4 separate regions of the Mus musculus genome follow, and all the other regions are linked to region 1. A link is a contact called in public Hi-C, HiCAR-type and HiChIP or PLAC-seq data. All regions are on one chromosome and are shown on one strand. The core of a region is the stretch at or near the end of the contact, and the rest is flanking DNA. Distances in the headings are between cores, read along the strand shown.

Region 1 (3,540 bases), core at 807-3,306:
CCTCATCTTCTAGCTTCACTGCTTACAAGCAGAATGGCTGCCATTTACCTTGAGAAAGTAACAGCTGCCTAGTCTGGAAGCCATGCTAACAGCAGTAAAACTCAGCAATTTTTGCTGAGTAGGGCAAGCCTTTAAAAGGCAGCCGGGAATCAAATCAATGGCTGGCTCCAGAACCAAAGCCCAACTGTGCCTGGGCAGAGTGGCAGAAGTATTTACCTAAACAAGCTCCTAAAAGGTTGAGGAAATAGGAAGGAGACCCTTACCTCAAACTGTCTTCCTTAGAGTCTTTCCAGGCCTCCCTGCCCTTGGCAGTATTTCAGAGCCAAGCATAAAATGTGGGGTGCAAACCAGACAGCAGTTTAAGTCAACTACCACCACATTCTGAGATGAATTCCCCACCCACTGTCCCTCACAAACTGTAGTCCCTTGGTCCTCAAATACATACATATAGACCTCCCCCCCACACCCACGAAGAGACACTAATCTCTCTCCCTTCTCCCAGTAGCTTCCTAACTTCCTGGAGCCATGAGAAAGCACAGTTTTAAGAAGAGATTCTGGGGCTTCCAAAGCTTGTCTGAGATGGAGAAGGCAAAAAGAATGCGTCCTAGGAAAGTACACATCAGTCTCCTGCCAAAGCACCCAGCGATGCCCCAAAGGCTATTTTCTCTGGTGCTGGATGTGACTGAGATGGACAATCACATTGCCAGAGGATGCTTGCTCTTTTCCCCTGAGATGATTCAGGCAAACTTACCCAGACCACCCCCTCAGAAAAAAGGCTGGGGGGGGGGGTTGATTGCAACAGGGAGACAGGATGACATCTCTACCCAAGACTTGTCATGCAGTAGATAAGGAGATTCCTGACTTCCTCCTTTCTTTCTCACTCCATACTCAGCCTTTCCAAATTCCCATCAGAATCCTGGAGTCTGCCCAGTGTGGAATTTAAAGGGACAGCATCTCGCTTGTCTCGGGTTTTGGACATGTCTCTTTCATTTTTAACGGTGAGTTCAAGTGTGCAGCACTACCCCATGATTTAGACGATATTTTTCTTTCATTGGTATCATTACTGGAATAAATAAGGCACCGTATATATTCCTGGCATCTCCCAAACCAATGCCCAGAGACCTAAGAGGAAGTCCACAGCGGGCTTCCCGGTGGCTACGTGATACTGTAGTAAGAACCCCATTCCATTCCCTGCAAGCTGAAGAGATCTAATTAAAAATACACAGACGCGCACACATGCAAACACACACACACACACACACACACACACACACACACACACACACACACACGCATACACACACACCGCTGAAAGTAGGTTATAGGGCACAAACACACACACTCACACAGACAGACACACAACACGCATCAAACGCAAACGACGCTGCACAGGCAAACATACACTAGCACCACATCAAGTTCCCACCATGGTACACACGTCGGGAGCGCGCGGGGACACACACGACACTTAACTAAAACCCGCATTTAACCCATGGAGTCCAATCTACAGGAAACCCAGTCTCCAGAACAGAAGAGGACTTGGAGGCGAGGGAAGACCGGACGAGGGTGCTGGAAGGGGGATGGGAGGCGCAGGCGGGGGCGCCCCGACTGCGGTCCGGGGCTGGTTCCAAGGGCAGAGGGGCTGTGGGGAGCTGCGCCCGGAGTCGCCTTACCTGGAGTCAATGTCCGTCTTTGGCGGAGAGCAGCGGAAAGACGCTTTTTATTCGGCTCGGTGGGAACTTGGAAGAGCCCTGCGTCCAGCTCGCATACCGGGGACGGCGCGGGGACTGCAGGCGTGGGGGTACCTGGCTCCTAGCAGCCTGGCTCATACTCAGCCTTAAAGTCCCCTTGGCTGGTCCCGAGGACAGGCATGAATCCCGACTCCAAAAGGTGGCCACTACTCCCTCTGCCTCTGGCTCTCTGGCTCTCTCGCCTTCTCCTTTGCCTGCGCTCTTCTCCTCCTCCTGCCCACCCCCTGTGCCAGATCAGTTCGCAGCCGCGGGGACTCGGAGCGAGGCGGCTGGCGAATGGAGAGGGAAGTCCAAGTGCGCCGCGGTCTCCGGGAGGGGAGCAGCGGAGGCCGGGCTAGGCAGTGGGAGGGACTTTGCTGGCAATGGAGGAAAATGAATGGGGGAGAGACTGCCGGGGGCGGGGAGGGCGGAGCTGAGTGCCGGGGTAGATTCCAAGGAGTGTTTTGTACGTCTTCGGGCGTTGGGGGAAGAGAAGGGAGAGGAGAAGAGAAGTGGGGCCGCCTGAAGGGAGGGGCAGATTGGGTGGGCAAAGGATGAGCTTCAGAGGAACTCACATGGGTCTGGGGACAGTGCTGCAAGACTCCTTACAGGAGCACCCAAAAGAACCATGTGCGCGCAGATCCTGAATCGTGATTCCAGCTGAAATGAGTCTGTAGCTGAGTGATGCGCGAGCGTCTGGTATTTCTGATTATGCGGGAGCTTGACGTGACTGCGTGTACATACCTGAGTGGGTTTTGTCTGGGGTGACGCACGTCTGAGTCCCGTTGTGTCTCTGTGTTTCTCTGTGACTACTGGAAATTGTTTTTGTGTGTAGGCGAGAGCCCACTTAACCTCCCAGAATTAAGCACGCGCTTCCTTACGTGGGAAGGATGTCAGAGTGGGAAGCCGAAGAGAACGCAAAGTTCTCTAGGGACCACCAGAGACAGGGAAAAGGCCAGGGTAGCTAGACGAACACAAGAATACAGATAGCTGAAAAACTCCGCATTCAGCCTGAGGTGCAGGCAGGGCCTCTGCCTGAAGTAAAACGAAAGGCCTTTTTTTCATGGTCTAAATTTACACATTGTACGGATTCTCTGTATTTTGCTTTATTTTACTCAAAGCTTAAATCCCACCGGAAGTGTAGATTCCTAGTCTTTTAAAGAATTGTCCAGGGTGGGAATCTCTGTCGAAGCTATGAGAGTGAGAGGCAGAAAACCAAAAGGAAAATATTGAACAATGTAAAGGAATCCAGATATAGTGAAAAGTGTAAGTGTTCGGCATGAACTGGAATCCTGTCTGTGTAGGACCTTGGCCAAGTTATCTTAGCCTTCACTTTCTCCCTGTTTAGTAAGATGAGATAACTAACCCTCTAATGAGATTGCTGTGTAGTTGAAAGAAAAATTGTAATATATATTCCTTCCATGTAGTTAATGCACCTTGTATATTACTCGCTGCTGTGATTCTTTCTGATATCAATGTTTCTTTTACCCAAAAGGTAACACGAGAGAGATGAAGTAGGTAGAAAAATGTAGAAGAACCTAAAAAACAGTGACTAAAAAGGAGGAGTTTTGAAGCAAAATGAGAGGAAAAAAATCCTTGAATTACAGACTAGGAACTTGAGAACAATCAGCATAATCGACAAAGAAGGAGTAGAGGGGAAAGAAGAAACATACAGGGATCAGGGGAGAGAGAGGCTAGCAGCAGAACGCAAGAGAGGTTTCCTCTTCATTTGCACTGCACAGTAAATGAGACAAGGTCAGTACCATGGACAGCTCCCAGGCCACTGCTGGGATCGGAAAGGTGATTTTTC
Region 2 (3,533 bases), core at 986-3,485, 2.5 Mb before region 1:
CTAGACCCTCTGTACCGACTTCCTCAGACGTGAGCTGCATGGGTGCACATAAAAAAACACTACTGTGAGTCTGTGTACATGAGTCTATGTGTCCTTTGCATGAGAGAGAGAGAGAGAGAGAGAGAGAGAGAGAGAGAGAGAGAGAGAGAGAGAGATTGATTGAGATTGAGCCATACTGCCACCGGAAGTCTCCCGGGAACCCACCAGTAGTTTTCCTGCTTTGCCTCCACTAGAAAGCTCCACATACTCATGTAACAACCAGTCAGAAAAGCATGGTGCCTCCAAACCTAGTGGTTAGGTTGGCTGCTGGCTCAAATGCGTAAAGGAAAGGGAAAGGAGGGAGGCATTAGCAAATACAAAAACCATCAGGGCTCCCAGAAGAGTGAAGTCTAGTCCATTAATCTGAAAGTCTTTTCCGGAGAGCAAAGAGTTAATACGGAGCTTCCAGGTTGGCTCCTAAGTATGCCAACCACTAAAGCCCGCCACTTCGCGACACTAGAACAAGATTCAGATCCCTCCCAAAACAAGGATCCTGCAGAAGCGTCTCCACGCGAGCCCTTGGCGCCTCTCCCGCACTGTTGTTGGCCTGACTCCGACAACCAATCCGGCCCCGCGCCCCCAAGAGGGGAGGGGAGAGCGAGCGAACAGCGAGCGCGGGAGAGCTAAGGGGAACAACATTTTTGTAAACGCTCTCTGAGATAATTAAGCTATCAATTACCCGGGTGGGAAATCAGCCGCGCTTCCCACAGCTCCACGGAAGGGCCGACTCCTCCGGAATTCGCGCTGGGAATCAGCAGGCGGCAAGCTGCTGGCGAACTTTCTGATTAACTTTACTATTTGAGCCCCCTACCCCCATCAGTTTCCTCTTCGGTCCTTTTTCTTAGCCCAGTAAGTGAACAGCAATGACAAGCCTACGCACGACTAGGAGTAATGGAGAAAAGAGAAGGTGATAGGGATAGCGGGGACGGAGGGAGAATCTAAAAGTAGAGATCTTGGGCTCAGAACCTCAGTCCTCAAATATCGACTCAATCGATTCCAGCCCCAATTTAAGGAAAGCCAAAAACCGAAGCTCAGAGGGTAAGAGACTTAGCCAAGGTCACCAAGACCATGAGAAGGGAAAGCTTTTGAGGACTGGGTCTTTCCTTGTTCACGTAGCTAGTCTGAATTGATCCTAAGAAAACCGGTCTTGAAGGGGAGGATCCACAACTCGAGACTAGACAGAGGGGGCAGACAACTGGAGCTGTCCAGAAGAGCAGTGCGCAGCATGACCATGAACTGGCTTCAGAGCAAGGGTCTTCCTTGCCCAGTACCTGGTCAGAGCACACCGAGAGACTTGGGGTCTTCTGCGTCCTAGATGCAAGGGGCGGAGCTCAGAGAATTGATTGCAAAACTGAGAGCCAGGTCCCCGCTGCGGGATCCTTGGCACGCCCCCGGGCTCCCAGAGCGCGCGCTCCAGGACCTCCTGCCCCACACTTCTTTACAACCACCTGTGCGCCCTCCGGGCCCCTGGGCTGCCCTTTGCCAACCCTGATGGGGCAGCCTGGAGCGGGGATTCCCAGGGCGCCCCCACCCGTCCGGTATCACTTAGGGGTTCTGGGTTTCTTGGGACTCCGCGTGTGCGGCGCCTACCCTTACCCAGGGTGAAGAAGGGCAGCTCAGTGTTGTCCAGGTCATCTTGTACCGCGATGCGCCCGGGGAGCTCATTACGCACAAAGAGAAGGAGACGAGACTCCGCGGCTGTGCCGGCTGAACCCGCGGAGCCCGGGGACGCGGCGGAGGCGGCAGCAGCAGCAGCTCCGGCCCCGGCTCCGGTCCCGGCCCCAGCCCCGGCCGCGGCCCCGGTGCGGGCACCGCTCCAGCCGATGTCGCTTTCCCGCAGAGCGGGCAGCGTGGATACGGTGACGGTCTTGAGCCGGCATGGGCTGTCGGGCTCCCGCGAGGCGGCGGCGGCCGTGGCGCCGGCCAGCAACGGCGGCGGCGGCAGCAGGAGCAGAAACAGCAACAGCAGCGGCGGCGGCGGTGGCGGCGGCGGCCCCGGGTGGAAGCCGAGCCTCGGCCGCCCCCGAAGCCCCAAGCCGCGGCCCGGGCTGCGCCGGGCGCCGGCGGCGGCCATGGCAGGAGGGGCTGCGGTGCTGCGGGCGGTGGCGACCGTGAAGAAGAAGGAAGAAGAAGCAGCGGTGGAGACAGCGGACACTGAAGCGAACCAGGACGCCCGAGCTAAGGAGCCTAGAGAGCCACTAGCCAGCAGCCCCCAGCTCGGGGCTCCGCCTCCCGATCAGCCCTGGACCGCCCCCCCGCGCCGCCTCCCCGCGCCCCGCCGCCGGCCCCCCCTTCGCCCGCTCCCCTGGCGGACCCTGAGCTTTTCGGAGGCTCCGCCCGGCTTCGTACAGGTCCCAGTAGCTCCCTCCCCTTTCTTAGGTTTCCCCTAAAGCCTCCTGCACAGGGTTCTTCAGCTCCAACATCTCTCTCTAAAATTCTTTACACTTAGGGGCCCCTCTTGCGTCTCCTCCAATCTCTCTTAAGTCAAATCAACTACCTTAGCTTCATCCCACCCTTGGCTCAAGCTGCAGTACACCCGGGAAAGCACTGTCGCCAAGCCTTGACCAAGGCCAGGCCTTCCTGGGAGTTGAGTGCTCCTCTGGACAGCCAAGACAACTTTCTCCTCCCCACATCAATCTCAAGAATCAGTCTCTTCAATCTTCTACCCTGTTCTATCTTCTGAAATAAGTTCCCAGAGGCATCAGGAAATCCTCCCCAACCACTTGTCTGAAATCTCACTACCAGGAGGACCACACGTCATTTCTCCATCCAGGTCTGGGTTGCAGCCTTGAAGGCTAGTGCACACATAAGCTTGGGACTTTGACCTCTAATATGTTCCCCACCAGTTGACTCCAGCTGGGCTGTTCTGGCCCTTAGCTGCCTCCATGCTGGCCCTGCCAGGCAGCCCACTCAGGCACTTTTACTCTGCCTCCCTGCTCCAAGTTTGGAGCAGCTTTACTTGGCAGCTTCCAATCTCAGTAAGAAATTCCTGAAAAGGGCACTAGGAAGGGACCTTTCCTGGCATCCTAGGCTTTGGGTCGTTTCCCAGTTCCCACAGGAGAGGGCTGTTCACTCATCAACTCTGCTCATGGCACACACACACACACACACACACACACACACACACACACACACACACACATATTTCCCTGGAGATTCAAGTTTAACCTTAAATCTGGGTCTTAGAATACCCTGTGGCCTTGGGCTGATTCCAGTTTCTAACCTAGATACATCAGACCTATACTGAAAGGGAAACATCACCTCTGTGAGAATGGACCTGCACACTCTCCTTTGCCTAGTAAAACTTTTCTTCATCTTCTTACCTCTTTTGCTCTGTCTTTCATCTCTGCACTCATTTCCTTCTTCCCTGCGTTGACTTTAATCTTACAAAAGCTTCCTCACTATAATTTATGAGCCATTTCCCTCCTCTGTGGAGCTTGGCTGTCTGTTCCTTACTGTAGTCTTACCATTGGCTGTTTTGTTTTGTTTTCCCC
Region 3 (3,167 bases), core at 305-2,804, 2.1 Mb before region 1:
AACTGGCTTGTATAGCTTGACTGCTGTCATGCATCTTTTTTTTTTTTTTTCTCTTCAGAGGCAGATGGATCTTTGAATCAGAACAATGAAGGGACCCAGTCTCTCCATGGAAGTGGAGACTGTACATAATTTTGCAGGGGGCTTGGGTTTTATATGGTGAAAAGGGGGATTTGGGGATAGAAGTTTCATAATGCAGGTCAGTTCTCCTGAAGTCTCAGTGGAGGTTGGAGGTTGCTGGTATTTTCATCTTCTTATCAGAAGCTTCCCTGGGAAGCTACCACATGCCAGCAGTCCACAGATGATCCAAGCAGAATCACATAGCCTTCTAAGTGTATGTATTCTAAATATTAGTATTTAGATATGTCAAATAATGTAAATATGTAAAGAAGGAGGGAGGTAAAAACTGTTCTCAGGTTTACAGGGCTGAAAATGAGGCTCAGGAAATAAAATCATTTGGACAAGGTGATCTGGTGTTTAGTCATCTGACCTGACCTTTACTTCAGCAACTTCTGATTCCCTTCACTACTTCTTCACTAGCAGTGTCACATGTAGAATTATGTACTGTTCCCTAAAATTCATAGGCTGTGCCTGTTTCTGTGACTGCAATTTAAAAATTCATCTCCCAGTGCCATGTCCTATGACTTGAATTTAATGAGATAATTAAAGTAAACTAATGTCTTATGGGTCTGCCTTAATACAATATAACTGATTATTTTAAAAAAAGAGGTCAGGGGCCAGGGAGATATCTCAGTTGATAAAATGTTTCAAATTCATGAAGACCTGCAGATCCTCAGTAACAGCATTTAAAAAAATGAAATAAATAAACAAATAAAAAGCAAACATCGTAAAAAAACAACATCACAAACAACAAAAACCCGAATGCTGATATCTATAATTCCAGCACTGGGAAAAGGCTAGCTACAGGTGGGAGATCTCAAAACTTAACTGATCAGTCAGTATAGCCAAGGAATCAGTACCAGGTTCAGTTAGAGACCTCGGCTCCAAAACAATGGTGGAGCCTCTTGAGTTTCTCCCACAGCTCACGAGCCTGCTCCTATCTTTCCTGAACGTTCTCCTTTTAATAATAAACACTATGATCCTGTTTCCAATAATAAATAGTAATTAATAATAAAAGAAGATTGAGAACTGAGAACTGCAGAAGGCACTCAATAGTGAACTCTGGCTTTTACACACACACACACACACACACACACACACACACACACACACACACACACACACACACACGAAATATACATCCCCCCCGTGAACGAATGAACACGTACACACATAGGTAAAAGAAAGCATCATGACACAAGACACGGCAACTGATGATATCTTCATCCTGGGTTTTAATCTCTAGCATTGTGAGAAAATATGTTCCTCTAGTCTGAAACATCCAGTCCCTAATACTGTGCTCTGGGAGACTTGGGAGTCTAACTGAAGCAGTAAGCATCCTCTGTTGAAAATAAAGAAGGAATGAGGATGTTGCTCCACGCCAGTTCCCTGCCTTCACCAAGCCCAGAGGTCAGATGACTTCCTGGGATGAAAGCCAGCTTCCTCTTGCTGTTCCTCCAGTCGGTCAGCAAACGCCTTCTTCCTGTTCTAGTCTTCAGTCTTCTAACTTCCCTCCTGCGACGGGGCAGATCGATTCTAGAACAAAACCAAAAGTGAGAATGCTAAGGTTGGCACTCTCACTTCCTCTTTGAATATAGTACTTGCAGAGGGGCACCCACTGGGAGGGAAGAGGCAGGTGTCCCAGGGACTCTGCGCTGCCACCAGTTACAGATCGTCATGTTCTCTCATGGCCTCCACTGGTTGCAGAAAATGCCAGGATGATGCCTCCCTGGCTCCTGGCTAGGACTCTGATCATGGCACTGTTCTTCTCCTGCCTGACACCAGGAAGCTTGAATCCCTGCATAGAGGTATGTGTCTTGATCGCATGTGATCACACCCTTTCCTGCTAGCCTGCCTTGTTTCTCAAAACTATCCACAGCTCAGAGCTCCCTGTGTGTGCTCTGCTTAGTTTATTTTGCACGAAGGAGTTAAACTAACCAAAAACTTGAGAAGCCTTGGCAACAAAAAGCCTCAGTGTTAACACAGGGCAGGAACAGGCAGCCAGGGGTGTCTTGTTTCATTTAAGGCGTCTGAGTCATGATTTAGGGACTTGAAATTAGTAAAACTAGTTTATAGTCATTGTTCTGTGACATACCTGAGAGTCGTTAAAGAACTTACTGAACGTCTCTGAGGCCAGTATTCACGGGACGAAAGCATGACTGTAATCACTGAAAAATGTAAGTAGGCTGTAATTTCAGGGCTTTCTGTGGGAACTCTGGCCACTCAGCTTTTAGCGGTCATTCCTTCCCTTTCCAAATCAAGTGAAGGTAGCTGTGTCTTTTCTGCTGCTTTCGAAGCATCTTTGAGATGCTTTGAGTGGTAGCTCAGCAGGTAAGGTCAGTGGCTGCCAAGCCTGATGAAAATCTGAGTTCAAGCCTCAAGCCTCACAAGTTAGAGGCAGGGAATCTCCTCCTTTAAGATGTCTTCTCACTTGCAAGTGTCTGCCTTGGCAGGTGTGTATATGCATGAGCACACACACAAATGAATAAAGGGAACAATTGTCTTAAATGAAAGAATTTCTATTAAAAAATAAAACAACAAAACACACAAAAACACAAAGACTTTTCTAAGTGATTTTAGTATTCTGCAACTAATTCTAGGAGATAAAGAAATGGGAGGGGTGAGGGAAGGAGAGGGACAGAGCAACTTAAAACATCAATTAGTTACTGCTAAGGCAGTAACTCCCGTTTTGGTCGAATACTGAGTCGTGAGTAATCTGACCCATGACTCATTCTTGTTTTCCTCCTGCACAGACCACGCAATTATCTTAGAAGCTCACAATAGAACTGAGCAAACAAGGAAGGAATTCGGGGTGAGGTAGGCTCAGAAGCTCAAAACTGGTTCAATGAGTTAAGATACATGACATTCACATGGGGAAAAATACTGTTAATTTTAAAAAGTTATAATCACAGTATCTTGCTTTCTGATTCCTCAGTTATGTTGGCAGAGATGGAATTTCCAATCAGTGCTACACTGAGATAAAATCCCGTTGCTCTTGGTGTCTGGTGTGCTTTGTCAACTCTCAAAGCTTGCTTGTTCCTTCTGTAAGC
Region 4 (3,075 bases), core at 140-2,639, 2.2 Mb before region 1:
CTTTCACATCTTGCCACTGTGGCAAGATGAATTTTCAGATGCTGAGATTATAGTTTGTGAGAGACTTCTGAAGCCAGGCTAGGGGGTCTACTGCTGACAATCCATTATGCCTTGCTTACTGTTCATGCCTGATTTGAAATGTTTTCACTATATTGTCTTTTGTCCCTTCCAAATGCTACCATTTTGTTTATTTAAATATGTCTTCTCTTGGCTAATGTAACATCCTCCATTGGGAATTCTGTCTTAAAAGGTGACCCACAGCCTAGGTAACGTCACCAGCCCCTGATTTACATGTTTAAACAAATTATAGCATGTTTACCTGAGAGAAACCAAAATGTGATTCATAATTTGACTCCTGGGTATTTTCAATGCACATGTATTCTCTGACCATACTACTTTCTTAATAAAACATGCTTTGTTTACACTTCGTATCATGATGGACTTGCATACTTACTGAGTGCATATTCACGTTACGCATCTTAGTGTAAATGGGAATGATTGCAACGCTGATCTATCTTACTACTCAGGACCTCCAGAGTCACTAGCATAACAAGTCATAATAATACTAACTAGAATTCTCTGAAGAATTGAAAAGATGGAATGAGTGTATATTACAGAAATGATCTCTTTGAGTAGGTTATACTGTCTGGGCTATATGGTCTTAACAATGGCTGTTTGTGTGTCAGAGAGGCTAAGAACTCAGTAGCTACTCAGTCTATAAGCAGAATGAATCTGGTGATGTAGGGTTGGAGGATTCTTAGAGAGACGCTGTTTTTCAGCACATGTTGGGGGCTAATCAGACCTTAGATGCAATACAATATTCTCTTTATTCAACTAGGTAAAACCCAAAAGTGACTGTGTTTTACTCCAGGACACATAGTTCGGATTGGTAAAGCTATAGTTCTGATATAGATATGAAACATGGGAGACCCGGGAAGAGGTTACTCAGGCAGGAAAATCAGACTTGGTAAGGAAATAGTGAATATTTTTTTGTGCTTTTGCTGTCTTCAAAATACATTTTAAAAACTCACTGCTACTTAGAAGTACCATATGTTAGTCTAGGAGCATTATTTCCACATATTTTATAATTTCAGTAGGTGCTACAAGTGAAATAAATAAAATGAAAGGGATTTGGAAGTCAGAAAGGTTAACTGCATCTGGGTAAAGGACATGATTCTTCATCAGTATCTTTCTTAAAATAGAAGATAGAAGCATTCTACAAAAGGGTGCTATAAGGATTAAATATGTGATAAAAGCCCCTAAATATATTTGTCCTCCGTGCCATCACTAGGAACAGGGAAGATGCCATCCGTGATCTGTCAAGTCCTGTTCTCTCTTGTCAGTTTAAGCTTCAGTTTTCCTGAACGCTTAAGTGGGGTGCAGTGCCAGTTCTTCCCACATGATGGAGATGCAGGGCCACAAAAAGGGTTGAGAAGAATGTATTTATGAAGCATGCTTTAGGCGAACCAGAAAGTAAAGATTCTCCAGACCACAGGCCATAGTTACTTGAGGGGCCACAAGCAGATAACCTTAGATCAAACACAGGTGCTGTCATTCTGTAGCTCTGCTTGACTCAAAATTCTTCTCAAGGTGTAGCTGATGAAGCAATGAACATTCTAAATTATACTTACTTTAAACATGTAAGAGGATGTTTATGTTTCTGTCCTCCTGTGTCCCTGTTTTCTTTCTGTCTGGATTATGTCTATGCTTAAGAAACAGTTGCTTGAAGCTTGTTATCCAATGTGTTAGTTGGAGGGATAAATGTTTGGGTGCTGTTGTGTGCACCTGTAAGAAAAGGTGAAGAGTGGGAAGGGACACCAGTCCAATGCCCAGCCATACATGCCACCTCCTCAGTGTTCTGCTCAACTGTAAAATTTTTGAGGAGCCTTTGTGTCTGGGCAAACGAGAGATTGTATATGTATGCATTATGTGTGTAGTTATGCTAAACGTGTTATTTTATGTGCAGTAATGTGTGCATTGAGTATGTGCATGTGAGACTGGGTGTGCATAGTTGCATCTTGCCTATGATCATATGTCATTAAGCGGGCCTGGATGTCTGTATAGATTAAGCACATATAGAATTACTGTGTGCATGTGTGTTTGGATTATGCTCATGTGTGATTCTGACTCATGCTTCTGTGTGTTCTGTATGTATGAGCATGATTATACACATACACATATTTGATCATGTGTACATGAGTATTATGCACATTGGGTCAGCTCCTGTGATGCTGTATACATGTATGTGTCTCACTGTCCAGTTCCCATCCTCTTGCAAGAGATCACCTCAGTTTCTATCATAGTTCTATTGCTCCAAAACACAAACTATGTGGAACAGAAAGAGGTTAGGCTGAGAAATGATAAGTCTTCCAAGAAGAGAAAGAACGAGTGCAGGAGAATCCTTGCTTTGAGTGTGCCTGTGGTATGTGCATGAGGTGTTAAAAATACTATGGGAAGCAGTCCTAGAGGGGAGTGATGCTGATTAGATAGCCATCCTTCATCAGGAAATTTCTAAGCAAGAATCTACGTTCCATATCTGGAGAGGAAAACATAAGGTCCATGACCAGAAGATGGTGGTGCTGAAGAAGAGATGGTGTGTGTGTGTGTGTGTGTATGTGTGTGTGTGTGTGTGTGTGTGTGTGTGTGTGTGTGCATTTTTTTTTGTTTCTATGCGCATTCACGTAAGCATAAATTGTGCCCGTTTTCCATTTTATTTTACAAAGACAGAACTCAAATTTTAAGTCACAATTGATTTCCAGAAATCATTATTTCTAAACACTCCCAGTCAAATTCCCCATTCCTTTATATCTTTAGTATTTGGATGAAATTACTTTGTGTTCTTAATCTTACATGATGACAGAAAGGACTGTTCAAATGTTCCACTGGCTTAGACATTCCAGGCATGGGTTGTCTCTTTCTACTCTCTCCCCTTAGCTACCTGTGGCCTTATCCCTTCTTTCATGCCATATATTGTCCCCCAGTATAGGGAGACAAGGTAGTAATCTCTATTTGATTTTTTCTATTTCTTACTTATGATGCGACTAAGAAACATTTTCCCACATATTCATATTTGTA

What was found. Hi-C and Micro-C count contacts between places; a contact is called where the count stands out from the background. HiCAR-type assays count read pairs that join an accessible place to other places. HiChIP or PLAC-seq counts read pairs in DNA pulled down with a chosen protein or histone mark.
Region 2: a HiCAR-type map of astrocytes shows a contact between it and region 1, with 6 times the contacts expected there. The contact joins the promoter of Astn2 here to the promoter of Brinp1 in region 1. A contact is called at or near these places in 3 of 39 promoter capture datasets (3T3-L1-derived adipocytes, the C10 cell line and stem cell-derived epiblast-like cells), 1 of 484 Hi-C or Micro-C datasets (cerebellar granule neurons) and 1 of 115 datasets of contacts at active chromatin or transcription factors (astrocytes).
Region 3: a contact with region 1 is called in an H3K27ac HiChIP or PLAC-seq map of the NIH/3T3 cell line, with 34 times the contacts expected there. The contact joins the promoter of Tlr4 here to the promoter of Brinp1 in region 1. A contact is called at or near these places in 4 of 39 promoter capture datasets (cranial neural crest, hippocampal neurons, liver and 1 more) and 2 of 115 datasets of contacts at active chromatin or transcription factors (the NIH/3T3 cell line and astrocytes).
Region 4: a Hi-C map of cerebellar granule neurons shows a contact between it and region 1, with 4 times the contacts expected there. The contact joins the enhancer-like site here to the promoter of Brinp1 in region 1. A contact is called at or near these places in 11 of 39 promoter capture datasets (the 3T3-L1 cell line, the HPC-7 cell line, cranial neural crest and 8 more), 2 of 15 datasets of contacts at CTCF or cohesin (the NIH/3T3 cell line and stem cell-derived epiblast-like cells), 13 of 484 Hi-C or Micro-C datasets (brain, cerebellar granule neurons, cerebellum and 7 more) and 3 of 115 datasets of contacts at active chromatin or transcription factors (astrocytes, forebrain and neural progenitor cells).

Annotation. Positions count from the first base shown.
Region 1 is chr4:68,952,341-68,955,880 of GRCm38.p6, forward strand. It overlaps Brinp1 (bone morphogenic protein/retinoic acid inducible neural specific 1), which reads right to left and starts at 2,057. Exons shown (of 8, transcript NM_019967.2): 1 at 1,674-2,057.
Region 2 is chr4:66,402,248-66,405,780 of GRCm38.p6, forward strand. Astn2 (astrotactin 2) reads right to left here and starts at 2,236. Exons shown (of 23, transcript NM_207109.2): 1 at 1,636-2,236. The coding sequence starts at 2,113.
Region 3 is chr4:66,825,997-66,829,163 of GRCm38.p6, forward strand. It overlaps Tlr4 (toll-like receptor 4), which reads left to right and starts at 1,555. Exons shown (of 3, transcript NM_021297.3): 1 at 1,555-1,925. The coding sequence starts at 1,836.
Region 4 is chr4:66,767,527-66,770,601 of GRCm38.p6, forward strand. No RefSeq gene overlaps it. Among named protein-coding and RNA genes, the nearest start is that of Tlr4, 58 kb to the right of the region's middle. Within about 2 kb of position 1,390, at least 26 of the 459 cell types and tissues checked have an H3K27ac peak or open chromatin away from gene starts, as enhancers often do. A contact at or near this core is called in cerebellar granule neurons and cerebellum, where this site is marked.